2 separate regions of the Mus musculus genome follow, and region 1 is linked to region 2. Evidence: chromatin contacts called from public HiChIP or PLAC-seq data. All regions are on one chromosome and are shown on one strand. The core of a region is the stretch at or near the end of the contact, and the rest is flanking DNA. Distances in the headings are between cores, read along the strand shown.

The links. HiChIP or PLAC-seq counts read pairs in DNA pulled down with a chosen protein or histone mark.
Region 1: an H3K27ac HiChIP or PLAC-seq map of embryonic stem cells shows a contact between it and region 2, with 7 read pairs. The contact joins the promoter of Pram1 here to the enhancer-like site in region 2. A contact is called at or near these places in 2 of 39 promoter capture datasets (macrophages and neutrophils), 7 of 484 Hi-C or Micro-C datasets (ECoMG-derived neutrophils, Th2 cells, embryonic stem cells and 3 more), 4 of 115 datasets of contacts at active chromatin or transcription factors (the HPC-7 cell line and embryonic stem cells) and 3 of 9 other capture datasets (adipose tissue, liver and pancreatic islet).

Annotation. Positions count from the first base shown.
Region 1 is chr17:33,636,394-33,642,811 of GRCm38.p6, forward strand. Pram1 (PML-RAR alpha-regulated adaptor molecule 1) reads left to right here and starts at 1,663. Exons shown (of 10, transcript NM_001002842.2): 1 at 1,663-1,784; 2 at 4,071-5,523; 3 at 5,597-5,663; 4 at 5,737-5,813. The coding sequence starts at 1,782.
Region 2 is chr17:33,580,504-33,587,523 of GRCm38.p6, forward strand. Myo1f (myosin IF) reads left to right here. Exons shown (of 28, transcript NM_053214.2): 9 at 1,455-1,587; 10 at 1,737-1,933; 11 at 3,182-3,262; 12 at 3,387-3,473; 13 at 5,090-5,176; 14 at 5,613-5,780. Among named protein-coding and RNA genes, the nearest start is that of Myo1f, 28 kb to the left of the region's middle. Within about 2 kb of position 5,663, at least 6 of the 459 cell types and tissues checked have an H3K27ac peak or open chromatin away from gene starts, as enhancers often do. A contact at or near this core is called in embryonic stem cells, where this site is marked.

The DNA.
Region 1 (6,418 bases), core at 413-2,912, 52 kb after region 2:
TTATTTCCATTTAAATAAGCTGAAACCATACCTGGCTCATTCCCAAGAGTTATACAAGTTCTTGCTACTCTATCAGCCTTATAATACCCAACAGCAGGCCCATCACCTAAGTCAAAACATATATTTATTTTGTTTCTAAGATTGGTTTTCATTGTGGGTTTTTTTTTTTTTTCTTTTACTCGAGACAGGGTTTCTCTGTGTAGCCTTGGCTGTCCTGGAACTCACTTTGTAGACCAGGCTGGCCTCGAACTCGAAATCCGCCTGCCTCTGCCTCCCAAGTGCTGGAATTAAAGGCGTGCGCCACCACTGCCCGGCTTCATTGTATTTTTACAAGGCACTGCAACAATAGCCTTAAACTACCAGACTTTCCAATCCTCCTGCTTTTAACTCCCAAGTGCTGTTTTATGAGATTCTAGAAATCAGATTTAAGGCTTTGTACATGCTATATAAGTACACTACCAACAGAGCTACAAACTTTGGATTTAGTTTATGTTATCTTCCTTCACAGGGTCTCAACTTTCCAGCCGGGGGATGGTCATGCACTTAATATCCTCTTCTCCCACATGCGAGGATTACGGATGTGTGCCACTATACCTGGGTAGAACATGTACTTTTTTGGTTACGTTTCTGAGTCAGGGTCTCATTATGTAGTGCTGGCTGGCCTGAAATTCACTATGTAGATTAGGCTAACCTTGGAAATGTAGTGAACTTCCTGCTTCTGCTGGGATTACAAGTATGCACCACTACGCCAGTTGCTTAGAGCATGTACTTTGTGACTCCAGGGACATAGACACATGTACACTCATCTATACACCAGAACCATCCTGCTAGGGTGTAAGTAGTCCTCCTCCTTGGACCACATCCCAGACTGGTGACATCAGAATCTCTGGAAGATATTTTTTTAACAGCTCAAAGAATTCTATTCTGTTCCCAAACTGAGAATCATACCTCTGAACCCTGCTGAGTGTTCTTTGTTCCTGTGGACTGAATCACGTGTCAGGGCTCTCCTTTCCTATATCTACCTTTGTCCCACTTTGGGCTTCATTTTCCTGCAATCCAGTTTTCTTGTTTCTCCTCTCTCTGCTTCCTTTAACCACTGTGAACTTGAGAGGTCCTAAAACCCCATACCTTCACAGCAACAGTGATGTCCCTTCAGCCCAGGACTTAGACATCTTTTAATGCCACCCACCCATAAGTCTGCTTATCCCAGTTGATGATGCTTTGGGTGCATAGCCCTGGCTGATGGGGCATTTGTCACCTTAACAGGGAAGTCCTGTTGAGAGTACAAATGGTGAAACAAGGTAGATGAAGCAATACAGGAGGACAGATATGTCCTCACCATTGCAACAGCCATATCCTAGGTCTACCTCTTTAGAGACGTCTTAAGACCCAGAGAAAGCCATAAAATCCCCACTAAGGTGCTGTGACTGTCCTGAGTTTGTCCTAAGCTTGCCTCTTCAGAGACAAAGCTTGTCAGGACCCCAAAGTGTTAAAACTAAGGGGGACAATAGGGAATCAAGAGGCTAGTAGGAGCTAGGAAACTTGTGCTTTATAGATGTGCTTAGGTCTAATGACCTGACTTTGGGGACAGTAGTGGACAGGCAGGAACTCAAGGAGGGGACAGAAAGGCTATCTCCGCCTCCTTCCTCCTCTGCCCTCCCCAGCCCAACAGCTCCGACTTGGTGTGTCAGCCCGTGGAGCAGAAACCACACTTAACTTCCTCAAGGCAGAAGCCTAAGCTCAGAGCTCATTCACCCTGTGGTTCATCATCCCCTGAAGCCATGGTGAGTCCTCAAGCCCCCATTGGAAGTTCATTCAGGTAACAAGGGTCCCAAGTAGAAACTGGGGAACTGGTAAATATGCCCTCATGGGTAACCTAGCAGAACAGAGCTAGAACAGTCTTGGGGATGAGATGGCACAGGAAAAGATAAGAAACAACCAAGGCATAATAGCTTGAGCTCTTGTGGACCAGCTTTGTATCTGTGACTGCAAGGCAGTGTGGTGCTGGTTGGGTCTGCCTGGAATGATATACCCTCAATCCAGGTCAGCAGCTGGGATATAAGCAGAGGTTTCCTGTGAAGTGATTAAATGGGTCACGCACCTGCTACACCAGTCCCCATCTCCAGTCCGTTACCCAAGCTGTGCTCTGCTAAACCCTTCCTTATCTACCCTTGTGGTCATCAACTCACTTAGACTGGGGCTTCAACAAAGAAATGTCTGACCCCAGGCAAGAATTGCTTCCTTCCCAGAGATCCTTCTGAGTCCATCTCTAGATAGATTTACAAGGTTCTGTCCTCTCTGTCCTCCAATCTTTTTTACCCTTGGTGAAGATAGGCTGGGGATATCTACCAGCACCTATGGCAAAGAGCAGGTCAGACTTGAGAGCACCAGAAATGTTCTAAACATATCATATAGTGCCTGTACATTTGGGGAGCCTCCCTTCTGGTCCTCATGAGACATGTCAGGGACTATGACACCTAATACCCACATCTTAGATAGATGTATGTAGAGCTTGTTAACTTAGTTAGAATGGCTAGCCAACAAGCCCTAGAGGGCCTCCTGGCCTAAGCTCTCCAGAGCTAACTAGGATGACAGGTACTGCTCCTGACTTTGTTATGTATGAGTACTGAAGCTAGAACTCAGGCTTGCATGACAAGTACTTTACCTACTGAGAAATCTCTCTAGTCCCCCCAACTAAATTTTAACAATTTATAGTCAAAATGGGTATGGTGGTATACACCTGTAATGCCAGCACTCAGATGGCTGAAGCAGTAGAACTGTTGAATCCCAGCCTGGGCTACATAGTGAGAAACTGACTTAAAATAAACAAAAAACAAAAAAAGGAAAGGAAAGGAAAAAGGAAAAAGGGAAAAGGGAAAGGGAAAGGAAAGAAAAAGAGAGGGGGGCGAGGAGAGGAAGAGAGAAGAGGAGAGGAGAGAAGAGAGAAGAGAAAAAGAAAAGCAAGCAAGCAAGCTAAACTAATGGTGGCACACACCTGTAATCTCAGCACATGGGAGGCAGAGGCAGAAGGTTATCCTCAACTATAAAGCAAGTTTGAGGCCAGCCCAGGATATATGAGACCCTGCTTCAAAAAACAAATTAAAAAAAAGGAGGAGGAAGAGGAGGAGGAGAGGACGATGACAAAAAACCCTCATCACTGGGAAGATATAGTTCATTGCTAGAGCTTGTTTAGCAAGGTGCTAAGTTCCATCCCTAACACCACAAAAATAAAAATCCTCAAAACAACCCTAATATAAGAACTAATATAAAAAACTTCATAGGTAATGGGAGACAAAGAGAGTAGAAAATGTTGGTGACTGTGGGCAACTGGGAAGAGAAAACTGATTTAAAATGGGGTTATCTCCGAGGTCACCCTTAAGGAGCATTATCATAAAGACACAGAGGAGGAAGAGGAGAGACCCATGCATTGAGTGGTATGCATTACAGACAGGACAGAGGCGGGGTGGGGGGACCACTGCTGAGTCATTCAGGGACTGTTTGCTTTCCTCAGAGATGAACTCGCTGAGAGATTGGGAGCAGACACTTTATAGGCCTCCTCTAGGGCAGCAGACCACGGAGGAGGAGCCCATTACAGTGATCTGGACTGTGGAGGGCAGTTCCTCTACTTGGGGTGACAGTGAGAAGTAGTTGAATTCCGGATGTATTTTGAAATCAGGAAAAAAAAAAAAAAAAGGACTGGGGAGAACCGGTGATCAGGCAGAGGGCAAAGAGAGGTCAAGGGGGAGCAGTGGCACAAAGCACAAAGGTTGAAGATATTGTTGATCAGAAGCGTGGGCCATGGGCTAGTAGAAAGGAATAAGTAGTTAGGTCCTGTTAGAGGTTAGACACAGCTTAGGTGGAGGAGTCTGGAGGGCGTGGGTTCCAGGAACCTGGGGACAGGAGTAGTTCTTACCCAAAAAGAGAAGCTGAGATTGGGGAAGAACCAAAGTTAGAATGAGAACCTAAGGGAAGAGGAGGGTGATGGGTTTGTGTGCCTGTGACCAACTGTAACCGTTTCTCCATCTGCCGCCTTGTGATGAGAGCCTTCCTGAATGACCCATGTCTTTTAGGGGAGCAATCAGGACTTCCGAAACCTCCAAGCTAAGTTCCAAACCTCTCAGCCAGAACTTGGAGAACTGTTCAGAAAAACCCCAAAGCCTGAGTTAAACAAAGTCCTGAAGAAATTTCCACAGACTGAGTTAAGTGAGCAGCCCAAGAAGTCCTCACAGTCTGAGCTCAGTGCAGTGTCTTTGAAACCACTGCAGCTGCAGTTTGCAGACCTCCCCAGGAAGCCCCCACAGCCTGGAGTTCTTAAAAAGTCACCACAGCCTGAGTTCCCTCATCTAGCCAACAAGCCTGTACAGGCTGAATTCCCAAGGAAGCCTCTACATCCAGAGTTCACAGGTCTCAAAAAGCCTTCCCAGGCTGAGTTCACAGATCTCAAGAAGCCCCCACAGCCCCAGTTTGCCAGCCTCCCCAAGAAGCCCCCAAAACCTGAGTTTGGAGAGCTCTCCAAGAGACCTCCACAGCTTGAGACACCCCAGGAGCCTAGTGCTCCTCCTGCCCAGAAGCTCCTGAAGCCCGAGCCTAACAATCCTGCCAGGCCTCTAGGAGAGCTCAAACCCAAGATGTTTTGGCACCTTGAGGCCAATGAGGCACCTAAGAGGCCCTTGCCATCTGAATCCAGTACTTTTCCCAAGAAGCCACTGCAGCCTGAGGCTGTTGTTGGTTTCTCTAGGAAGTCCCAGCCACAGTCAGAGTCCATCGAAGTTTCTCAGACATCCCCCTCTAAGTGTGGGTCCAGGGAGCTTGACTCTCACTCCCCACAGCCTGACATCAGTACCTTTCCTAAGAACAATGAGAACTTTAGGAAACCTTCATATCCTCAAGCCACTGGTTGCCCCAAGTCCCCAAAGCAGCCCATGTTCTATGAGTTCCCCCAGACACCCCCTCGGAAGCCTGAGTCATGTAACCCCCAGTCTCACTCCCCGCTGCCAGACTTCAATGCATTCCCTAAGAAGCATCCACAGCTCCAGCCAAGTGACCTTACCAGGGCATCCTCGGAGCCTGAAGTCTGCAAGGTTCCCAAAAAGACTCAGAAGCCAGACCCCAATGTGCTTTCTCAGAAGCCCTCACAGCCAGAATTGGGTCACCTCCCTAGAACATCCTCGGACCCCGAGTTCAACTCGCTCCCGAGGAAGTTTCTGCAGCCTCAACACGGCAAGTTCTTCCAGCCTGAGTTCCCCAAGGGTCTGCCTAGAAAGCCCAAGCTTCCTGGTTCAGTGTCTGAATGCTCCCTGCCCTCTGCTAGTGCGGGCTCCAGCCCCCAGTGCCCTCTCAGCCCTGGGCTTATAGTCCCTGGGATACCCCGCTGGAGATCAGAAGACTTCCAAGTCCAGCGCCCACCCCGACGGCGGCCCCTGCCCTCAGCCAGCAGCCTGGGACACCCCCCAGCCAAGCCCGCACTACCACCTGGCCCCATCAATATCCAAAGCTTCAGGAGAGCCGCAGCAACAGCCGCAGGTAAGGCTCAGGCAGAAGAGGGTGCTAAATATCTGCGCAGAGCCATTTCCCTTCCTTGCTCTTTCCTCCACAGCGGTACTGAAGACAGGCTCTTCTACTGGGACCCACTTCCAAGCTCAACAACCTCAACATATTGCACAGTGAGTGTATGGAGAGTGGGGTCAGACATGGGTGTAAGGCTAAAGAAAGTCCTCATTCTAAGTATCCTTCCAGGAACCCGGATGAGATCTACGAACTGTATGATGCTGTGGAGGCCACAGATGACTCTAGTATCAGCCCCAGAGGCAGAGGTTTGTAGGTGGTCTTGGTGGTTGGCCTGGGCACCCATGAAACATTAATTGCAAAAAGGCATTCATTCTCTCATGCCCCAGGTTTAAGACCACGAAGTGATCCATACAGGCCAGATGGTGAGGCAGGGAAAACCCAGAGGTACCCAAGCAGCCAGGTTTGCTATAGGTAGAGGCATGGTCCAGTGAGATGACAAGAGAATGAACAGCAATGAAAGAATTGAAGAAATCAAAGTTGGCAAACAAGGCTAGACAGTGTGAGTGAGATCATGGTATGGCATGTTCCCTTTATAAAGCCTAGCACTCATGTGCAGAAGAGACATGGCAGAGTAAGGCATTAAGGTTGCAAAGCTGGGTACAATTAATTATAATGCACACCTGTAACTTCAGCATTTAGAAGGGGGCAGGATGATCAACCTTGGCTACTTAGCAATCAAGACCAACCTGGATTAGATGAAACCTTGCAACAAAACCAAAGCAAATCCTACCCATCCTGTTCCTTGCAGCCCATCCTAGGAGGATGCCCCAGCAAGATGTATCCCTGAAATCAGTTTAGGCTGGAGCAGTGTGGCAGAAGGTTCTTTTAAGTCATTTCAAGGGGCTCCAGG
Region 2 (7,020 bases), core at 4,413-6,912:
AGGCAGAGGCAGGTGGATTTTTGAGTTTGAGGCCAACCTGGTCTACAAAGGGAGTTCCAGGACAGCCAGGACTATACAGAAAAACCCTGTCTCAAAAAACCAAAGGAAAAAAAAAATGCCTGCTGTAGAAACATAAAGATCTGAGTTCAATCCCTAAAGGCCACATAAAAGAGGTGGGTGTGGCAGCACATGCTTATACCCCAGCACTGGGGCAGCAGAGACAGGCCGAAAATCCTGGGATTCCCTGGTCATCTGGTCTGATCAAATCAGTTAACTTCAGGACGAGTAAGAAATTGTGTCAAAAATAAGGTGGAGCTCTGGGGAGAAGATTTAGAAGGTAAAAAGGCATTTGGAGTGCAAGCCTGGTGAGCTGACTTTAGAATTCCTGAATCCACATAACAGCGGGAGATGGCAGCCCAGGTGTGTGTAATCCCGGTGCTTCCATGAAGAACGAGACGGTGAGACAGGTCCAGCAGCTCCTGAACCACCTAGACTAGCTGATGCAGCAGCTGAGAGAGTTTGTCCCAAACTAAGTGGAAAAATGAAGACAGACAACTGCAGTTTTTTCTCTGACCTCCAGTCACAGGCAGTGTTGTGCGCGCGCGCGCGCACGCACGCACACACACACACACACACACACACGTCTTTCTAACACCCAATTTTTTTTTTAACTTGGAGATCAATAGAAGAATACACCCAAAGTAAATCTCTGGCCTCCAAGTAAACTTGAATTCACATATACATGTGTACTCATACACATGCATACTTACACAAACATATCAATGCATATATCACACACACACACACACACACACACACACACACAAGGCAAATCAGGCAGTTAAGATGTGTTAGTCAGTAAAATACTTGCCATGCAAGTTCAATCCTCAGCACTTATTTTAAAAATTAAAAATCCAGAGAAGGAGCCGGGCGTGGTGGCGCACGCCTTTAATCCCAGCACTTGGGAGGCAGAGGCAGGTGAATTTCTGAGTTCGAGGCCAGCCTGGTCTACAAAGTGAGTTCCAGGACAGCCAGGGCTACACAGAGAAACCCTGTCTCGAAAAACCAAAAAAAAAAAAAAAAAAAAAAAAGAAAAAAAGAAAAAAAGAAAAAGAAAAGAAAAGAAAAAATCCAGAGAAGATAGTCCCTGCTTGTAACACCAGTACTGGCAAAGACAAGATTACTAGGGTTCACCAGCCAGGTAACCTAGTCTACTTATCAAGTTCCAATCCAATGAGAAAATCAAGGTAGGTGGTACCTGAGGAATGACACCCAAGGTTGACCTCTGCCTGCCATACACATATATGAACACAGATGCCTAGCACACACAAAGTAAGATCAGGCTACCAAACATCTTGTCTCCCTGAGTTCATGCCACGGGCCCAGGAATCTAATCCTGGATCCTTGGTGGAGAACAAAGTTGGTAGCATAAGCTGTCCCTGTCTTTCCCACAGAGCGCCATGCAAGTCATCGGGATTCCGACAAGCGTGCAGCAGCTTGTCTTGCAGCTCGTGGCAGGGATCTTGCACCTGGGGAACATCAGCTTCTGTGAAGAAGGGAATTATGCCCGCGTGGAGAGCGTAGACCGTGAGTGTGGGTGATGTCGGGCATCAGGCTCTAGTATAAGGACTGCTTCTTCCCACTTCAAATCCCAAGAGAACCATGTTGGTGTCACTGGGGAAGCTCCTATGTCCAGAGATCCTGACCAGCTGCTTCCTTTTGCTCTGGCCTGGCAGTCTTAGCTTTCCCAGCCTACCTGCTGGGCATAGACAGTGGGCGGCTGCAAGAGAAGCTGACCAGCCGTAAGATGGACAGCAAATGGGGTGGACGCAGTGAGTCCATTGATGTGACCCTCAATGTGGAACAGGCAGCCTACACTCGTGACGCACTGGCCAAGGGACTCTATGCCCGCCTCTTCGACTTCCTGGTGGAGGTGAGTAGGACCAGTCCTGGGAAGTCTGACAGATGCCTGGTGCTTAACAAGCCCATGGAATTTGAACCCACAAATGGGAAGGTAGGCTTTATTTGTCCGTCTCACCAGTTCCTGAGGATACACACTCACATGCAGCTTTCAGCTTGGACAACCTACAAGTGGAGGGACTGCTGAAGCCCTCCCAGTCCCATCACAGCAAGGGAGATAGAGCTGGATGGGTGCATTTGAGAGCTACGATGGTTGTCAAGGAGACATAGGGATAAGTATGGAGTTGGGTGGAGTGAGTTGAAGGGGACATTATATGTCAGGGCCAGTGATAATCACACTACTAACAAACATATAACACTTAGTGGAGCCAGATATGGTAACACACACCAGCACTCATGAGCCTGAGGCAGGAAGATTATGAATTGAAGGCCAGTTTAAGCTGCATAGAATGACCCTATGGTTTTCCATTTATTTGTTTGCTTATTATTTTGAGATAGGATCTCCCAACCTGGAGTTTTCTATGTAAGTCAGGTTGCCCTCAAACATACAGACATCGGCCCACCTCTGCCTCCTGATTTCTGGGAATAAAAGTGTGTACTACTGTGCCTACTATAAGTAGAGGTCTGGGGCAAGACCTCAGTTGATAAAGTGCTTGTTTTTCAAGCATGAGTATGTGAGTTCTGTCAACAGAACCCATATTTTAATTTTTATCACGCCTATGTATTTACTTTGTGTGCATGTGTGTCTGAATGCTGCAACATGTGTGCATGTGTGCATGTGTGTCTGAATGCTGCAACACGTGTGCATGTGTGCATTGTGTTGCATGTGTGTCTGAATGCTGCAATGTATGTGTGGATGTCAGAGATCAACTTGAGGGGTTTGGCTCTCTCCTTCTGCCATGTGGATTCCTGAGATCAAACTCAACATCATTTAGCCTATCATCAGCATCTCTATCCACTAAGCCTCCTGCCACCCCACAGTTTTAAAAGCCAGGCATGAGTCTGGATAAAGGATCTCATCAAGCCTGATGACCTGCGTGTGAATCCCAGAACCCAGAGAGAAGAGACTCCTTTAAACTATCTTCTGGCCTCCTTATGCACACTATGGCATGCAAATGTATGCACTTTAGCACACACACACACAGATACACATACATACACGAATTAGGAAAAAGGAGTTTTTAAAATATAACAAGAAGGTGGTGACCAGTGGCATGGGTTTGGCCATGTGTCCACTGGCCCCATTTTTACCCTCCCATAGGCCATCAACCGTGCCATGCAGAAGCCTCAGGAAGAATACAGCATCGGCGTGCTTGACATCTACGGCTTTGAGATCTTCCAGGTTTGGCTCTGGCTGCCCCTCACCCTCAGCCCAATCCTGTCTGTCTGTCACCTAGGCTCACCCAGTATTTGCCAGAGACATTGCATAGCCCACTAACAGAAAGGCCCTTTCCTCTCCTCCACAGAAAAATGGCTTTGAGCAGTTCTGCATCAACTTCGTCAATGAAAAGCTGCAGCAGATTTTTATTGAGCTCACGCTGAAGGCAGAGCAGGTGGGCAGGGCAGCCAAGTGTCACAAGACAGCACGTCAAGCCTAAGGGTCTCTATGCCACTGAGGACCCCCACACACAAATTCATTCCACCTCTCTCTGCTCGCTGCATTAGATTCAGCTTCCTGCTACTATAACAAAATACCACATATAATTTATAAAGAGAAAAGGAAAGCTAGGAATGCCATTCGGTTGGTAGAGCGCACTTGCCTAGCATGCATGAAGGTGTGAGTTCCATCACCGGCTGCATAAACTGGGTGTGGTGCTGCATGCCTTTCATCCCAGCACTCAGGAATTCAAGGTCATCCTTGACTACATAGGGAGTTTGTGGCCAGCCTGGAATAGGAGTGGGGAGAGAGCAGGAGGAACATGCAGGGCATGCCTGAAACCAGAACATAGAGGTTGCTGCTGAGGCAGAGGTGGGAATCCAATTTAAATAAGAAACATAGAGTTGTGTGTTGTAGTGCATACCTTTAATCCCAGCACTCACTCAGAAAGCAGAGGCAGGCAGGAGCTCTGTGAGTTTGAGGCCAGCCTGATCTAGAACATCCAGGGCAACATAGAGAGACCCTATCTCAAAGAAGGAGGAGGAGGAGAGGTAGGAGAGAGGAGGGAAAAGAGGAGGGGGGAGGAAGAAGTGGAAAGAAAGAAAGAAAGAAAGAAAGAAAGAAAGAAAGAAAGAAAGAAAGAAAGGAAGGAAGGAAGGAAGGAAGGAGGAGCTAAAAAAAAAAAAACAAAAAAGAAAGGTAGAAAAAAAATACAGTTGTTTGAGCAACTGCTTTGTGCCAGGTAGCAATCGACACATGGGTAGAGAGCTAGGGGCAGCACAGAAATCGCTGCCAAGAACTCTCAAGTGTACAGCTCAGCAGTAGAGTAGCCTGACTTGCTGGATTCCAACCCCAGCATCTGAAAAAGAAAATAAATCTGCTTTGATTTTTTTTCTCCGTCTTAAATGCAGAGTCTGAGGCAAGGGTTTAGCACAAATGATGTATTCTGGAGGTGCTCATACAAAGCAAAGACAATGAAAAAGTGATTTAAAATAAATATTAGAAGAGCACAGCCTAGGGATGTAGCTCAATAAGTAGAGTAGCTTGCCTCCTACATGCAAAATTGTGGATTCCATCCCCAGAACCATTATAAACCAGGCGTGGTGGTGCACGTTTGCCATCCCAGCACTCAGGAGGTAGAGACAAGAGGAGTTCAAGGTCATCCTTGGCTACCTATTGAGTTCAGGGGTAGCCTGAGCTACATAAGACCTATCTCAAAAAATAAAATAAAGGGATGGGTATACCTAATCCTGCTGGGATTACATATCCCAGGGTGGGGTGGTACCCAAGATAGGCTCCAGCTTCTCTGAGAAGAGAATGGTGGGAGGGGTTTGTAAGGGTGGGACTGGGAGGAGAGGAGAGAGGGGGACTGTGTTTGGGATGTAAAGTGAATAAAAAAAAATTATTAGAGAGAGAGAGAGGGAAAAAAAGCCCAAAGCTCAAATAAGGGTATTAATTTACAACTCCTGCTGGCTGTATGTCAGCAGGACCAGAGGCAGGGATATCCTCCCAAGGAAGAGTGATGAGATGGAGAGGCAGGCTCCACACTGTCTTACTGCCCCCCACCTCCAGGAGGAGTATGTGCAAGAGGGCATCCGCTGGACCCCCATCGAATACTTCAACAACAAAATTGTGTGTGACCTCATCGAAAACAAGCTGGTGAGGACTTTAGGAGGGGGCATTACAGGGGACTCCAGAGCTAAACCAGTGTATCTGGAAAGGGTTTATGATATCCTGAGGGGTGAGGAGAACCCATATTTGAAATATATTTCCAGCCACCCATCCATTGATTCTTCTGCCCACCTTTCTTTTATTTACTCAACATTCCCATTGGTAACATTTTCAGAGTCTGGTAATATCCTCCAAGCAATATCAACTTGGGGAAGGAAAAGAGGCACGGATTCCCTGCACGCCAGAAGTGGGAGGAGAGGAAAGACAAAGATGGGGGTGTGGGGAAAGAAGGAAAGGGAAAGGGGAAGAGAAAGAGAAAAGAAAGCGATCACGTTTTGAGCTTGTATTTAGGAGTTCCCTCCCAGGCCCCGGCTCAATCAGGGAGGACCCCAGCCAGGCTGAGCCGGACCTCTGCTCCTCTCAGAGCCCCCCAGGCATCATGAGCGTGCTAGATGATGTGTGTGCCACGATGCATGCTACCGGTGGCGGCGCGGACCAGACACTGCTACAAAAGCTGCAAGCGGCAGTGGGCACCCACGAGCACTTCAACAGCTGGAGCGCGGGTTTCGTCATCCATCACTATGCAGGCAAGGTGCGTGGAACTCCCTTCTAAGTGGGCGCCCCCTCACAAATCCCTGTCCAGTTTGCAAACTTCCTACTCCTCTGACCAAATTCCTCTTCCAGAGGGGCCCCAGCTAGGATTGTCCCAGTGGCCCAAAGGTCTTCCGAAATCGCCTAGACACCTGCCTCATGTCCCCTCTGCCAGAGCTACAGACACACACTGGCCTCTAATCACAGTTTACCTAATTAGCAAGGCAGCTCCTAACAGACAAGATGGGTCTTCTATGCTGGCACACACACCACAGTGTTCAATGTTAGCTATAAGTCTCTGACAAAAAAAAAAACCTGACCCACAGTTCCCCAAACCCATCACAAACAAACAAAATGGCCGGGCGTGGTGGCGCACGCCTTTAATCCCAGGACTTGGGAGGCAGAGGCAGGCGGATTTCTGAGTTCGAGGCCAGCCTGGTCTACAGAGTGAGTTCCAGGACAGCCAGGGCTACACAGAGAAACCCTGTCTCGAAGGAAAAAAAAAGGGGGGGGGGGGCTGGAGCCCGTCCACCTCACGCCTCCCAGAGGCTACAGAAATCTCTTAGTTTCTGACCCAAGCTATAGCCACCTTCCCAAGAGATTCCTTGCTATTTCCGCCACCTCGGCAGGGGTAGCAAATATTCCCAAATGTCCTCAGCCAGGGCTGCCAAAACCATGAGCAAGACCTCTAAAAGATCCCACTTAAAATAGCAACCCCAGGGGGCTGGAGAGATGGCTCAGTGGTTAAGAGCACTGACTGCTCTTCTGAAGGTCCTGAGTTCAAATTCCAGCAACCACATGGTGGCTCACAACCATCTGTAATGAGATTTGACAGCTTCTTCTGGTGTGACTGAAGACAGCTACAGTGTATGTAGATATAGTAATTAAATAAATTTAAAAAAATAGCAACCCCAGCTGAAGCCCCATTCCAAAAAAATAATCTACCACCAAAATTCCAAATCACCCCCTGATAGCCACTCACATCTACAATCCCAGAAACAGAAAGAGCAGACCATCCTTGGCTATATAGGGAATTTGAGGCCAGCCTCTAATTCCAACCTTCCAGGGGCAAAGGCAAGCAGAGCTCTGTGAATTCAATGCCAGCCTGGTCTACAAATAGAATTACAAGCCCCAATTGGCTACACAGTCAGACCCTTTCTCAAAACAAACAAACAACATTATTCTGGGAGTTAAGGAGATAGATCAATAAAGCACAATCAGGAGGATCTGAGCCCAGATAC